Regions from separate parts of the Sus scrofa genome. Here region 1 is linked to region 2. A link is a contact called in public HiChIP or PLAC-seq data. All regions are on one chromosome and are shown on one strand. Each heading gives the region's core, a stretch centred on a gene start, on an enhancer-like site or on the middle of the called end of the contact. The rest is flanking DNA. Distances are from core to core; before and after follow the strand shown.

Region 1 (6,669 bases), core at 1,559-4,058, 250 kb before region 2:
TGTATTTCTTCCTCATCAAACATTGTGTACTCAAACCAGTTACACGAATTTTAATGTATTTATATATTAAATAGATGATGAAAATACCAATTGTTAAGAGGATCACCTGGCATCAGGGGAGAGGCTATACAGCTGGAAGAGGAAGGAGAAGTTACTAGTTTTAATTTAGATATTTCTGTAGTACCTAAATAATTTAAGCGAATAGGGATTCCTTTTGTCAGTTAATTGACTGAATATTATCAAATCCAAAGACAAGAGCAAGTGCCACAGGAAGTTAAAATCATTTTGTAGTACATGGTAAAAATCAAATGCCTATTTTGGGCAGCTTATTAATATTCCTATTCTTTGATGTGCTTATTTATAGAATGAAAGGTTAAGTGAGTTTATATAATCCACTCCTGCTCTTGAAAATGTACAACCACGTATGGCAGAAAAGAGTTGTATTATGAAGGAACTTGTATTGGTAAAGACCATTCCAAGTTAATAGTCTAAAGATATAATGACTACAGAGACTACCAAGGAAAAACAGAACTGTTTCATGAAACAGGGATTTAGCTGTCAATCTCAGCTCTGCCAATTATTTTCTGTGTGACTTTGGTCAAGACAGTCTAAATACTTTAGGTTTCAACTTTCTGAATATCCCTAAAGTAGAAGTTTCCAACCTGTCTGTACATTAGAATGAATCAGAGGTTTAAAAAAAATGCAGGGAGTTTCTGTTACGGCTCAGCGGAAACGAATCCGACTAGTATCCATGAGAATGTGGGTTCGATCCCTGGCCTTACTCAGTGGGTTAAGGATCTGGCATTGCAGGTGAGCTGTGGCATAGGCAAGTAGCTATAGCTCCAATTCAACCCCTAGCCTGGGAACTTCCATATGCCACGGGGGCTTCCTTAAAAAGCAAAACAAACAAACAAACAAACAAACCACAGGCCATAATCCAATAGGAATATGTATATAAGTTACCAAAAACATGTACGAATGTTCAAAGTAGAACTATTTGAAATAACTCAAAACTAGTAAGAATCCAAATATGCATCAAGGGTAGGACGGATAATGTAATGTTGATATACTCGAAACTGAATACTCTAGAGAAGGGGTCAGCTAACTTTTTTCTGTAAAGTACCAGATAGTAAATATATATTCAGATTGACAGCCAAACAGTCGCTGCTGCAACTAAACTCTACCACTGTTGTGTGAAAGCAGCAGACAATACAGAAACAAATTAGCCTGAAGATTTCATGATCTAACAGAAGGCAGACATGAGACTGGCCTGGGTGCTGCCAGCCCTATCCCTATAGCTCACTTCTCACCTTGGTATAGCCACACTGGCCTTCTTTATTTTGCTTAAAACACCAAATCCCTTCCTGCCTTAAGATTTCTACAGTGCTGCTAGAGTCTGCCCCAAGACTTTTGCCCCTCTGACCCCTTTTTTCATTCAGGGTTAACTCACAGGTACCGGCTCAGTAATGCCTTCACTGGCTACCCAGTCTAATTGCGTCCCCATCACTCTGTCACATCATCTTTATCATATCACCTTATTTTCATCATAGCCTTCCCTTAATTATCTATAATCCATTTTTATTTGTTGTGCAGTTTCCCTATATAAAGCATAGCATTTAGAAGAGAAAAAAAAAATGTGATCTTCTCTATTGGAAAAAATTATCCAGGACTCAGAAACAAAGAAATTATTGGGTGTCCTTTCAGTTTTAGGACTGGGCACTGTCTAGGGCAGAGACCAGCAATCTTTTTCTGTAAAGGACCATAAAGTAAATATTTAGGCTTTGTGGCCAATAAAAGCAAAATTGAAGCTGTAACATAGGTACTTAGATAACAAGAGAGAAAACACTTTTCACACCTATTGAACTGATAACATTCAAAGCAAAATAATAATTGTATAAAATGTTTGATAACATAAGTCTATTAATGTGAAGAATGAAATTATTTTGGAGAGTATACAGTTTGCTTCATTGGAGTTCAAAGTACGATCGAAATCAATTGCAAACACTCATCTCTTACTGCTGATCTGTAATGAGATTTTATATATCTCATCTGTCTTTTCACACAGATAGGTATTGCCCAATACTGATAGAATGTGATTCAGTTGAGCATATCCATTGGTCGGAAAACATTTATAAAATTCTATTACATTCTCCTGTTGGTATTTGCTTAAAAGATCATAATAAAACTTTGCCACTGATAAGCCATCAAGAAAAGGAAGAAGAAGGGGGAGGGAGGAGGGAGGGAAGGGGGAGGGGCAGGGGCAAGGACTGGAGCAGGGGAGAAGAAAGAAAAAATTAGCCTGTCAGTGCTTCAATAAAACTTTATTCACAAAACAGGAAGTTGACCCCAGGCTATATTGCAATGAAAACAAACCATAACTATACGCAATAATATGGATGAATTTCACAAACATTCAGTTGAGTAAGAGAAGTTAGATACAAAAGAACACACACTGTGTGGTTCTATTTATATATGTTTCAAAAATAGGCACAGCTTCTATGATGTTAGAAGTCAGAATATGGTGGGTTATCTTGGGAAAGAGTGACTAATAGGGGACTCAAACCAGTGTCTTCTGGACCGGATTGATCTGCTACTTGATTTGACACTGTATTTACTTTATGAAAATTAATGAAACTGTCACTTAGAGGATGTGTACTCCCCCCAAAGTAAGCTTTATTTAGTGAAAAGTTTACATAAAAACGAGAGGTTTCAGGGTCTACCTCTTTAAGAAGCTGTGTTCGCTTGTTGGGGGTGTGGCTTGAGGATCTATCCTAATCCAGCCTTGAAGAGGTAAGTAACCTTTCCAAGGTCACATCATTGGCAGAGCTGACACCGAGCAAGCTCTACCCATGCTGGGAGTGGGGTAAGTCAGCTGTGAGGAATGCTAATTAGCTAAAGGAAGCCAAGGTTACATTCCAGACTTTAACCTAGAGTGATATTTGCACTACCATCTGAATATTCTCATGGGTTTCTGCCACGTGGGAAGCACCCAGTTCAGAGCTTCTTCAATTTCTAGGGTCACTGGGAAGCTGCCAGAAGGCTTTCTGAGCTCAGGATGAGCACAGCAGCCAGCTCTCCAAGTAGATGGTCCCGCCTTCTTTCTATCCCCTGCTCCTCTCAGAGGAAGACATTGTGATGTAGCAGACACACCCTGAAGTTTGGGTTCAAACAGATAAAACTTCAGCTTCTATTTTTGCAACTTGTTGGAGAAGTATGAATTTTACCCAACTATAATTTTTCCCATTTGTAAAATAGACATAAAATCTACTCCCACTTATTTATCCCCCACCCCATCCCTATGACACGCAAAATTTCTTTTCCTCTTTTTTAATTTGATATTCATTGAGCCATCATTACGTGCCAAGCACCACTAAGGATTTTATAAGGATTATCTCATGCAATCTTTGTCAGTAAGGAAGGTTCATTTACGAACTTCATCTTACACATGAAGAAACTAAGAATCAGAGAACTTAAGGGACTCACCCAAGGTCACACAGGTAACAAAAGGTGGAATCAGTTTCCCACTGAGGAAATGTAATTGGACAGAGCCTCCCTGCCTGCCTGCTTGCATCTCTCACAAGTGCCCTATCTTAATAAATTCATTTCTTGCCTAAAAAAAAAAAAAATGTAATTGAGAGCCTAGCCCTTAACCCCTGCTTGTGAAGATGACATACTTGGCAGTTGTCACCATGTCTGGCCCTGGGATGAAATTCAATAGATGTTAATTCCGCATTTCCTCTTTTCTCAAAGAGCTATGAATCAGAGCTGAGACTTGACAAAAAAAGCTGGATTCTAGTGGACTTGGTTAAGTTACCTTTATTTCCTTACCTGTATAGTAAAGCCCTTGGATTAGGTAAATCTGAAATGTTTCTCCTAAGCTGATTGAATTTGTACTCTCCATGAATGCTTACTCCACCGAAAATAACTTGAGAATATTTTTGTCCTAAAATTTTAGGAAAATCTTTCATTTGCTTCCATAACCTGAATTTGTTTTAAAAATAGATAGTAAATTACACACTAATCAAACATTTCTCCATCACATATGCACTCACCTCATTCCAAACTGCAGCTCCTGTTTTTCCCTTTACCCCAGGGACACCTCATTCATTGTTTCACATTCTCAAAAGTAAAAGCAACACTCTCTACTTGGTTTGGAAAGCAGTGGCTTTTCTTTCTTTTCTTTCTTTCTTTCTTTTTCTTTTTTTTTGGGGGGTCTTTTTGGGGGTTGCACTGACGGCATATGGAGGTTCCCAGGCTAGGGAGCCGCTTGCCTACACCACAGCCATAGCCAACACCAGATGCAAGCCGAGTCTGTGACCTACACCACAACTCAGGGCAATACTGGATCCTTAACCCGCTGAGCAAGGCCAGGGATTGAACCTGCAACCTCATGGATATTAGTCAGATTGGTTTCTGCTGAGCCACAATGGAGAACTTCTGTTTATTTCTTGAAGCTTCTGCATCCAGACCATCCTGCTAATCTGTTTGATGTGAAAGCGTATGATGGGGACGCTCACCCCACAACTGACCTGAGTCCCTAAAATTCATCTACAATAGAAGAAACTATTCTCATTAAAACAATCTATGCACTTTTGACATCTTGCCAACTTGTCAGGTAATGCTGAATTTTCTACAAATTGAGAAGTGGTGATGGTGATGTCGTTGGTAGTGATGGTCCTGATAAAATATAACCCTACTTCCAAACGGGATGGTTTCTTAGAAAGGCAAAGTTGAAACAAGTATCAGATTTGGAAGCCACTGGACCAACAAGTACATGTAGTGGGCAAGAATGGTAAATTCACAGGATTGTTGGTCTGTTACTCACTTCCCTGTCATCTGCCTACATCTAAAACTCAATTAATAGTTTAAGGGAGAATGGGTTTTGTTCAAGCCTTTTACAGAAGTAAAAACAAAAGTTACTTTGAATAAGAAGTCAATATTTTGCCCTTGACACAAGATTAGCAAATTTTAGAATAAATGTAAAATCAGTTGTTATGATTTGTGTGATGTGTATAGAAGCATTACATTTAAAAAAACAAATCATTAAAAACCATTGTTAATTCTGGACAGCATAATAGCCAGTAAGTAGGGTTGAAAGATTTAGCATTCCAGTAATACGACTTTGGAATTCCAAAACACAGAGAGATGGTCATTTTTTATTGTTTTGCTTAGTTTGGTTTTATTCCAGGAAGTTAGGAGACCCTGGGCTAGACAGTATAGATGACAAGCCACGATGTGAATGCTTCCTGTGGGACAGGAAATGCTTCCAGACACTGCACGTGATGCCTCACAAAGTCTGATCTTTGTTTTCAGTACATCCATATGCTTATTTTTACTTAATTCTGTGCATTGTGTCCAGATAAAACAGAGAGAAAACTGCAATCATAGAACAATGTTCCTATTAAAGAAATTGTTCTTATGGCACCAGGAATACATGAAGATGCTTCCCATTGATTTATGAAGATATGCTTGGTATAAATGAAGTCACAAGTATCTCATGACAAGATTTTTCAGTTACCAAAAGCGAATTATTTTGAACACAGACATGCATGCACACACACACACACACACACACACTCACACTCCTGATTGATTTTCAAGTATTTTCAGATTTTTAAAAAAGGAATCACTAAACATTAATTTTAATAATGAATAAATTTTGGATTTGTGTGTCTGAGCTATTACTATTTGGGTCATGTAGACCTTGAGAATTAATAACCCAGGATGTTTTCTTTATCATATTGAGACTGATTCATCCTGTCCTTAAATCTGCCCTCCTAGAAGTGTCATGAAAATCTTTGCTTTAAAAACTAGAATTGGCTTCAGTTCAACCATCTGATTCCATCCAGTGCTGCAAAAGTATGCTACTATTGCTGAAAAAAAAAAGAAAAAAAATACATAATGTATTTTTAAATTATTAAATGATACTAGCTAAAGCATGCAAATTTACAGTAACATTAGTACAAAGTTATGGTAAAAAATCTTTCCTCCTACAAGTCTTTCTGATGAAATGATAGCAATATCATTTTAAGCCAAACCAGAGAACTGCGATAGAATGATGTATTTCAGTCCATTTACCATATAACATGTTTTTATTGCAAAAATCTTATTTTTCTTTAGTATCATTTTTAAGGCATGTATTTGGCCATTGGTGGAGGGAGTAGAATGCCAGCATTTGAAAGGAGAATTGAGGTGTTGGAAGGGCCCTGCTCTTTCTGAAGGCTTTAAAGAAGGAATTTTTCCTCACCAATTTCAGCTTTTGGTAGCCCCAGGCATTCCTTGGCTTGTAGCAGCATAACTCCAATCTCTTCTTCTGTCTTTACATCATCGTCTTCTCCATGTGCCTGTGTCTCCACAGAGAGCGTGTTCTCTCGCTCTCTGTGTCTCTTTTCCTGTAGAAGAATAGTCTTTTTGGATTAAGGGTATACCCTACTCCATGTGAGTTCATCTTAATTAATTACATATACAATGACTGTATTCCAGAAAAGGTCATTTTGAGGTATGGGGGGTCAGGATGTCAACACTTATTTTTTGGGGGGAAGATACACAGTTAAACTCATAACATTTGTCTTAGCAGGTGTTCTAGACACTGGGATTACAGCATTAGTAGGACAAAGTTCATGCCCTCCAAGTGCAAGGAAATTGACATTAAATAAAACCCAAGAATAT
Region 2 (5,723 bases), core at 928-3,427:
AACACTCACCATGCCCTGAAATCCCTCCTCTCGGAGGTTCAAATGTCTGCTTAGTCCTAATGACCCCAGGCCCGTTCTTCATTTCCCTGAACCTCAGGAAGCAGACACAGGTTTTTGCAACACCCATGGGATGGGCAGGCTGTGATGCATGAACCAGCCAGTGCAGAGCAACCCCTGCATTTCAGAGATGCAATAAGCCCACCTTCCTGACACTGACCTGAGGTCCTAGTGGGACTGGAGCACCAACCAAAAATCAAGGGTGGATTCAGAGGCACACCATTCATTAGCCTCTCTTCAGGATTGCGAGGGATGAACTAACCACACTAAACTCTGCTTCTGAAACATGAGCCAAGGACTAGCCACTCAACCCTTCCACCTCTGCCTCCCCTCCAACCTTAGCAGTAACTGTCCCCCAAACTCCCTGTGGTCCCTGTGAAGGCAGAGAACCAGGACACAAGGCAGGTGGCTGGTTTTCCAGAGCTGCCTAGCCCTGGCTGAAGCAATCTGTGTCACCTTAAAAGCCCTCCTCTCTCGTCCACACACTTAGAAAAACACTGCCAAGTACACACAGATTTCTTGGCTCATTTTCAATTACTAAGGGAAGGTACCAATTGTTAAAGAAAACTAAAAAATACCCACAATGACTGTGAAATCTTTTCCTGCCCCACTCTTTAGGTAATTTGTTCTGATTGCAACTATTTCAAAAGACAAGATTACACACCAGGGAAGCAAAAAGATAAAAAGAGAAATCTGTTCCCTGCTGGGGCCCTATCAGAGCTTAGCTCATGTTTGGAAGCAAAGGCAAATTTTTTTTTCAGCCCTAATGAAACCTTGTTAACTGTGAACACGGGGTCTGAACTGATCTGGTGAGAGGAATTTCTGGGTCCCTGGGAGATCATTAGGGGGTCATCAGTACATTCAGGAGTCATTGCATGCTTGTCCTTTTTTCTTAAATACCTACTAAAAACTGTCTTCATGAAGCTGTATAAAGAAAATGGAAGAACAAAATTGAAGTCCATCCTCTTTTTCAGGCAGAAATAGATATCACTGCCATCTATAAGACATGGAATAAAACATCTGAGTTTTCAAACCTTATTTCTTTTTCCCTTATTTTTGCCCATTTTCTTTCACAGTCAGCAACTCTTGTCCTACTAGGATACTATTTTAACCGTGGTATGTAGGTTAAGGATATGCTGTTTTGTTTACAGGAGATAAATTGTTGTTACGATTACTATAGGAAGCAGCAGACCAATGACCTTGAGGACTCACCAGGAAAAGCAGCCCTTCTGTGCGTGAAAATGACGGGGGCTCCAGGAAGGATAAGCACGAGGCAGAGACCTGGAGTTGGGGGACTTCCTCTGGAGTTGGGGACTTCCTCTGGAGTTGGGGGGAAGGGATAGACACAGTTACAGCATTCAACCCAGCACCATATTCTTGCCTTAGAGTTTAAGCCCCACCTAACTGAACCCATCTGAGCCAAACACAGAGCAAAGCACTGTTTGTAGAATCCTGTCCCAAGAGTAGGCGAGAAAAGTAGCTCAAACCCAGTAGAGAGGTGTTCCATGCCATTCATTTTATTCAGTGGTCAAGTACGTTTTGATAGAGCTTCAAAACCTACATGTGATATCAAATAGCCTGCATAAGAGAATGCAAGGCAGAACAGCCCTGGAGCACAAGTCGTAGTTGCGGAACTATGGCCCCTAAAAGGGGGTGGCGATGGGCAAGATATGATTCTACCCCGCCCCCCCAGAGAAGCTTATGCTTAGATATTAGATATGAAAACTAAAGGACAGAAACGCGCACCCTCTAAGATTCTTTCTAGCTCCACAGTTCTTTGAGGGCAGAAATAAGATTTAACGTGAGAAATGTTTAGGCCCAGAAGGGATACCAGTCCACACAGGTGTGCCATGGTGTACAGAGTTTATGTATCTAAATGAGATTTTGTTAAATAAAAATTGATATGTTTGTACAAAGTGTTTATTCACATAAAAGGCGTCACTGAGGTTTGAATTAAAAAAAAAAAAAAGAAATTTAAAAAGTAATTGGAGAGACCTTAGAAATGACCCAGTCCAGGATTTTGTTTGTTGGTTTGTTTTACAAATGAAAGATCCCTCCAGCCTCAGAGGTCCGTTCCTTCCAGGCCTCGTTCTGCAGAGAGCAGAGCTGGAAGCAGATCCTAGGCCCTGAGGCTGACACTCCTGCCTCTGTGGAGTGGGGCCACCCTGGTGACATCCTATCTGCCTAATGAGGAAACAGCGTCATCTAGTGGCAATTTATCAGAATTTTCTAGGGGAGCTGTGCTTCAGCTCATCCAAGGGGATGAAAAACGTCCCACTTGCCCATCTCTGCTGTTCCAGATCTCCCAAGACTATATCTCTGGATCCTTTTCTTCTCTGAGTTTTCCAAAACCCAGCATTTCCCCGTGGAACTCTCTCCCCTAACTCCTTTGCCCACTAGCATTTTTCTCCTCTTAAGCCAAAATTTCAACACAGCCATCAAGAATCATCCACCACTGGAGTTCCTGTTGTGGCTCAGTGGTAATGAACCTGACTAGTACCCATAAGGATGTGGGTTTGATCCATGGCCTTGCTCAGTGGGTTAAGGATCCCATGTTGCTGTGGCTGGGGCATAGGCTGCAACTCTGACTCGACCCCTAGTCTGGGAACTTCCAAATGCCAAGGGTACGGCCCTAAAAATCAAAAAGAAAAAAAAAAAAAATCCACCTCAAGGACGATACCCATCATGGCTGTTTTCCTTTGAGTGTTTCTTGATTTGAGTTTTCAGCAAAATAACACTCTTAACCATGATTGGGGGCTTTTGCCAATTGATGTGTTTAATCAAAGAAATATGCTTTCTTGTGAAGATCCAGACTACGCTTTTCATTCAGCCTTGCTGATATAACCCTTGTATTTCCCCACCTACCAACAAACCAGGACACTTTTGTTGCCTTTGAAATAATTCTGGGTGTTTCCCAAGACAGTTCTGTGAACAAGCATGTGAGCTAATTTCAGACAGGTACATCTATTCACTCATCATTGGTGTTCTCAACCATTTACTAATCTCTTAGTTCCCCTGCCCTTAGGATCCTAATTTTGGAGTTAGAAAACAAAATACATCAACAAACAATTTTCTTATATGACGAGTGCTCTATTACAAGTAAGCTCAAAGGGAAGGGGAAAAATCATTTTGCTTAGATTACAAAAAGCTGCTCAAAAAATAGAAAACATTGGACTTAAGTTTTGAAGGTAGGTAGGTCTTTGGTTTGTAAAGAGAGGTGGGAATGGCATGATTGGCAGGGGGAACAGCAAGAACAAGTGTCCAGAGTCAAGAAAGTACATGGTTTGATAAAGAATAGCAAATAGTCTACTGTATTCACCAAAAGAAAGAGCCCAAGAAAGCAAATGGGAAGAGCTGCCAAAAGGCAGTTAGGAATTAGAATACAGGAGTTACTGTCAAGGCTCAGCAGTAATGAACCTGACTATTATCCACAAAGACACAGGATAGATCCCTAGGCTTGCTCAATGAGTTAAGGATCTTGCCATGAGCTTCTGCATAGGTTGTAGACATGCCTAGTATTTGGAGTTGCTGTGGATGTCGTGTAGGCTGGCAGCTATAGCGCAGATTCTGCCCCTAGCCTGGGAACTACCATATGCCTAAAAGAAAAAAAAGAAAAAAATTAAAAAAAATAATAATTAGAATACCTACCAAAATCTTGCTTCAAAAGACAATCCTGCAAGTCCTGCTATTGTTTCTTTTTAACTACCTTCATTCAAGCATCAGGTCTCCTTTTTCCATGCTTTTGCAAAGACAATGCGAAGATCCTTAGATGCCATCCTGGAGAACCTGGAATTTATATACAATAAGATACCATTGTAGTCTGTGCTACAACAAAAGACTATGTTTTGAGATCTCCAGGAAATAAAGTACTTTATTCATTCCAGCCATTTTGAAGTTTGTTTGTTTTTTGGTTTTTGGTTTTTTTCATTAAAAAAAACACCCTCATTGAGCAGCTGGTGGAACAGAGGCCCTGCACATGAATTATTGGCCAGCGTTGGAGCAAGAACTCAGACCTGTTGGCTCCCAATCCATTTCTTTGTAACAAAGATAGCTAAGAGCATGAAATATTTATCAGAAAGATAAAATAATTTTAAATTAGAAACTTTCTGGGTTTTCTTCCAATTTTGTTCCCATATAAATTCTCTGAAAGTACATTTAAATATTCACAATCATCCTTTTTAATCATCTCATTCTCATTCAACACGAGCCTGCTTTATAAATGAGAAAATAATTTGATAGGCATTCTATTTAAAAGCACTCATAAAAGAAATAGGCAGAAACTTTTCAGACTAAAAGACGTGATAAAAGAATAAGGCAAATGTAATCCACCACAGGCTGAAGAACAAAGGAGTAAGAAAGGTCACCTTCAGCATCGGAAAGGTACAGTTGTGTAAAGATTTCTAGAAAAGGCTGTTTCCATTGGCTTTGTAAAGACATCAGTCCCATTGGTGACAGAGGAAAAGATAATCCACGGGTAGGTGTCATTAAAAGACAATCTTGGCAACCAGTTCTAACCTGATGAGTTAGAGGCCAATGTTTCTTTTTAAAAATGTTCTGCTTCTGAACGTGGGTCAATGTTTTCTGTTTCTGCTTTGCTAAACAAGTAAAGAATCTACCTACAAAAATCATGCTTCAAAAGACAATCCCGTGAGGCCTGCTATTATTTCTGTTTTTAACTACCTTCATCCAAGCATCAGGTCTTAAAAACTCTATTCCTTTTTCCATGCTTTTGCAAAGACAATACACGGTATGTGTCTGAGCTGGCATCTCTCTCCAAATCAATGCCAGACATTTCGCATAGAGCTACAAGCCAATATCATATGATATAGTGCTTTGGCCAAGGCAGTTACCATAGTGTTTTATGTGGAGGCTGACACTCCATTCATCAAGTGAATACTCCACGGGATGGAGAACAAAATGGACAGTCATGCTTCTGAAACTGCCAGACCACAAAGAGTAATTAGACTTACTCAGCTTCTCCTTGGCCCAGCTCAACAGTTAGCGCATAGATTCAGGTGCATCATTTCTGCATTTGCCTCCCAGAAAAGTGGTTGTGGACAGGCCCCAGGGAGGTGGGAATGACCCAGGGCCCGCTGCCTCCTCAGCTTCCCACGCTCTTGCAACTGGCTCCCTTGACACTCCGCTCTGCTCAGAGCTGCCTCCAAGGCTTGGAACTTTCCGAAGCCAGATTATGCAGCTGACAGCCTGGGGCCATGTTGGCTCACCTCTGCCGGTTGTAAAAGTCATATGACCATCAAAGCCTCAGCAGGAGAATTTCTTCTCCATACCTGGCCTTCCGAAAGGGGATGTCTGTTTGTGGTTATCACTGCCTAACAAATAAGAAATGAAAACTCTAAGCGTTCAAGAAAGAGGTTGGAACTGAGTGGATTGAGACTCTGTGTCTGTTGAGAGCCCTGGGCAAACTACAACCTGAGCCTCTAGACCTCAAGGGGTCTTTTCTACTTAGCAACGGCCACATCCAGACAAGGTGCATGCCATTGCTAAGCAGAAGCGTTCACATTCACTGGGGTCACCTTTTGTGAGAAGCATGCATAGGGAATGAGCTCAACTGAACAACTGACCTCTGTAAAAAAATGAGACATAATGTGATATAAAAAAATGAGACCCACAATGGCTGCCTACCTTGAGCCCCGCATTGTACTATG

The links. HiChIP or PLAC-seq counts read pairs in DNA pulled down with a chosen protein or histone mark.
Region 1: an H3K27ac HiChIP or PLAC-seq map of alveolar macrophages shows a contact between it and region 2. The contact joins two enhancer-like sites. A contact is called at or near these places in 1 of 47 Hi-C or Micro-C datasets (embryonic fibroblasts) and 1 of 2 datasets of contacts at active chromatin or transcription factors (alveolar macrophages).

What each region holds. Positions count from the first base shown.
Region 1 is chr1:29,394,505-29,401,173 of Sscrofa11.1, reverse strand. No RefSeq gene overlaps it. Among named protein-coding and RNA genes, the nearest start is that of ALDH8A1, 340 kb to the right of the region's middle. Within about 2 kb of position 2,808, at least 8 of the 83 cell types and tissues checked have an H3K27ac peak or open chromatin away from gene starts, as enhancers often do. A contact at or near this core is called in alveolar macrophages, where this site is marked.
Region 2 is chr1:29,148,650-29,154,372 of Sscrofa11.1, reverse strand. No RefSeq gene overlaps it. Among named protein-coding and RNA genes, the nearest start is that of ALDH8A1, 91 kb to the right of the region's middle. Within about 2 kb of position 2,177, at least 18 of the 83 cell types and tissues checked have an H3K27ac peak or open chromatin away from gene starts, as enhancers often do. A contact at or near this core is called in alveolar macrophages, where this site is marked.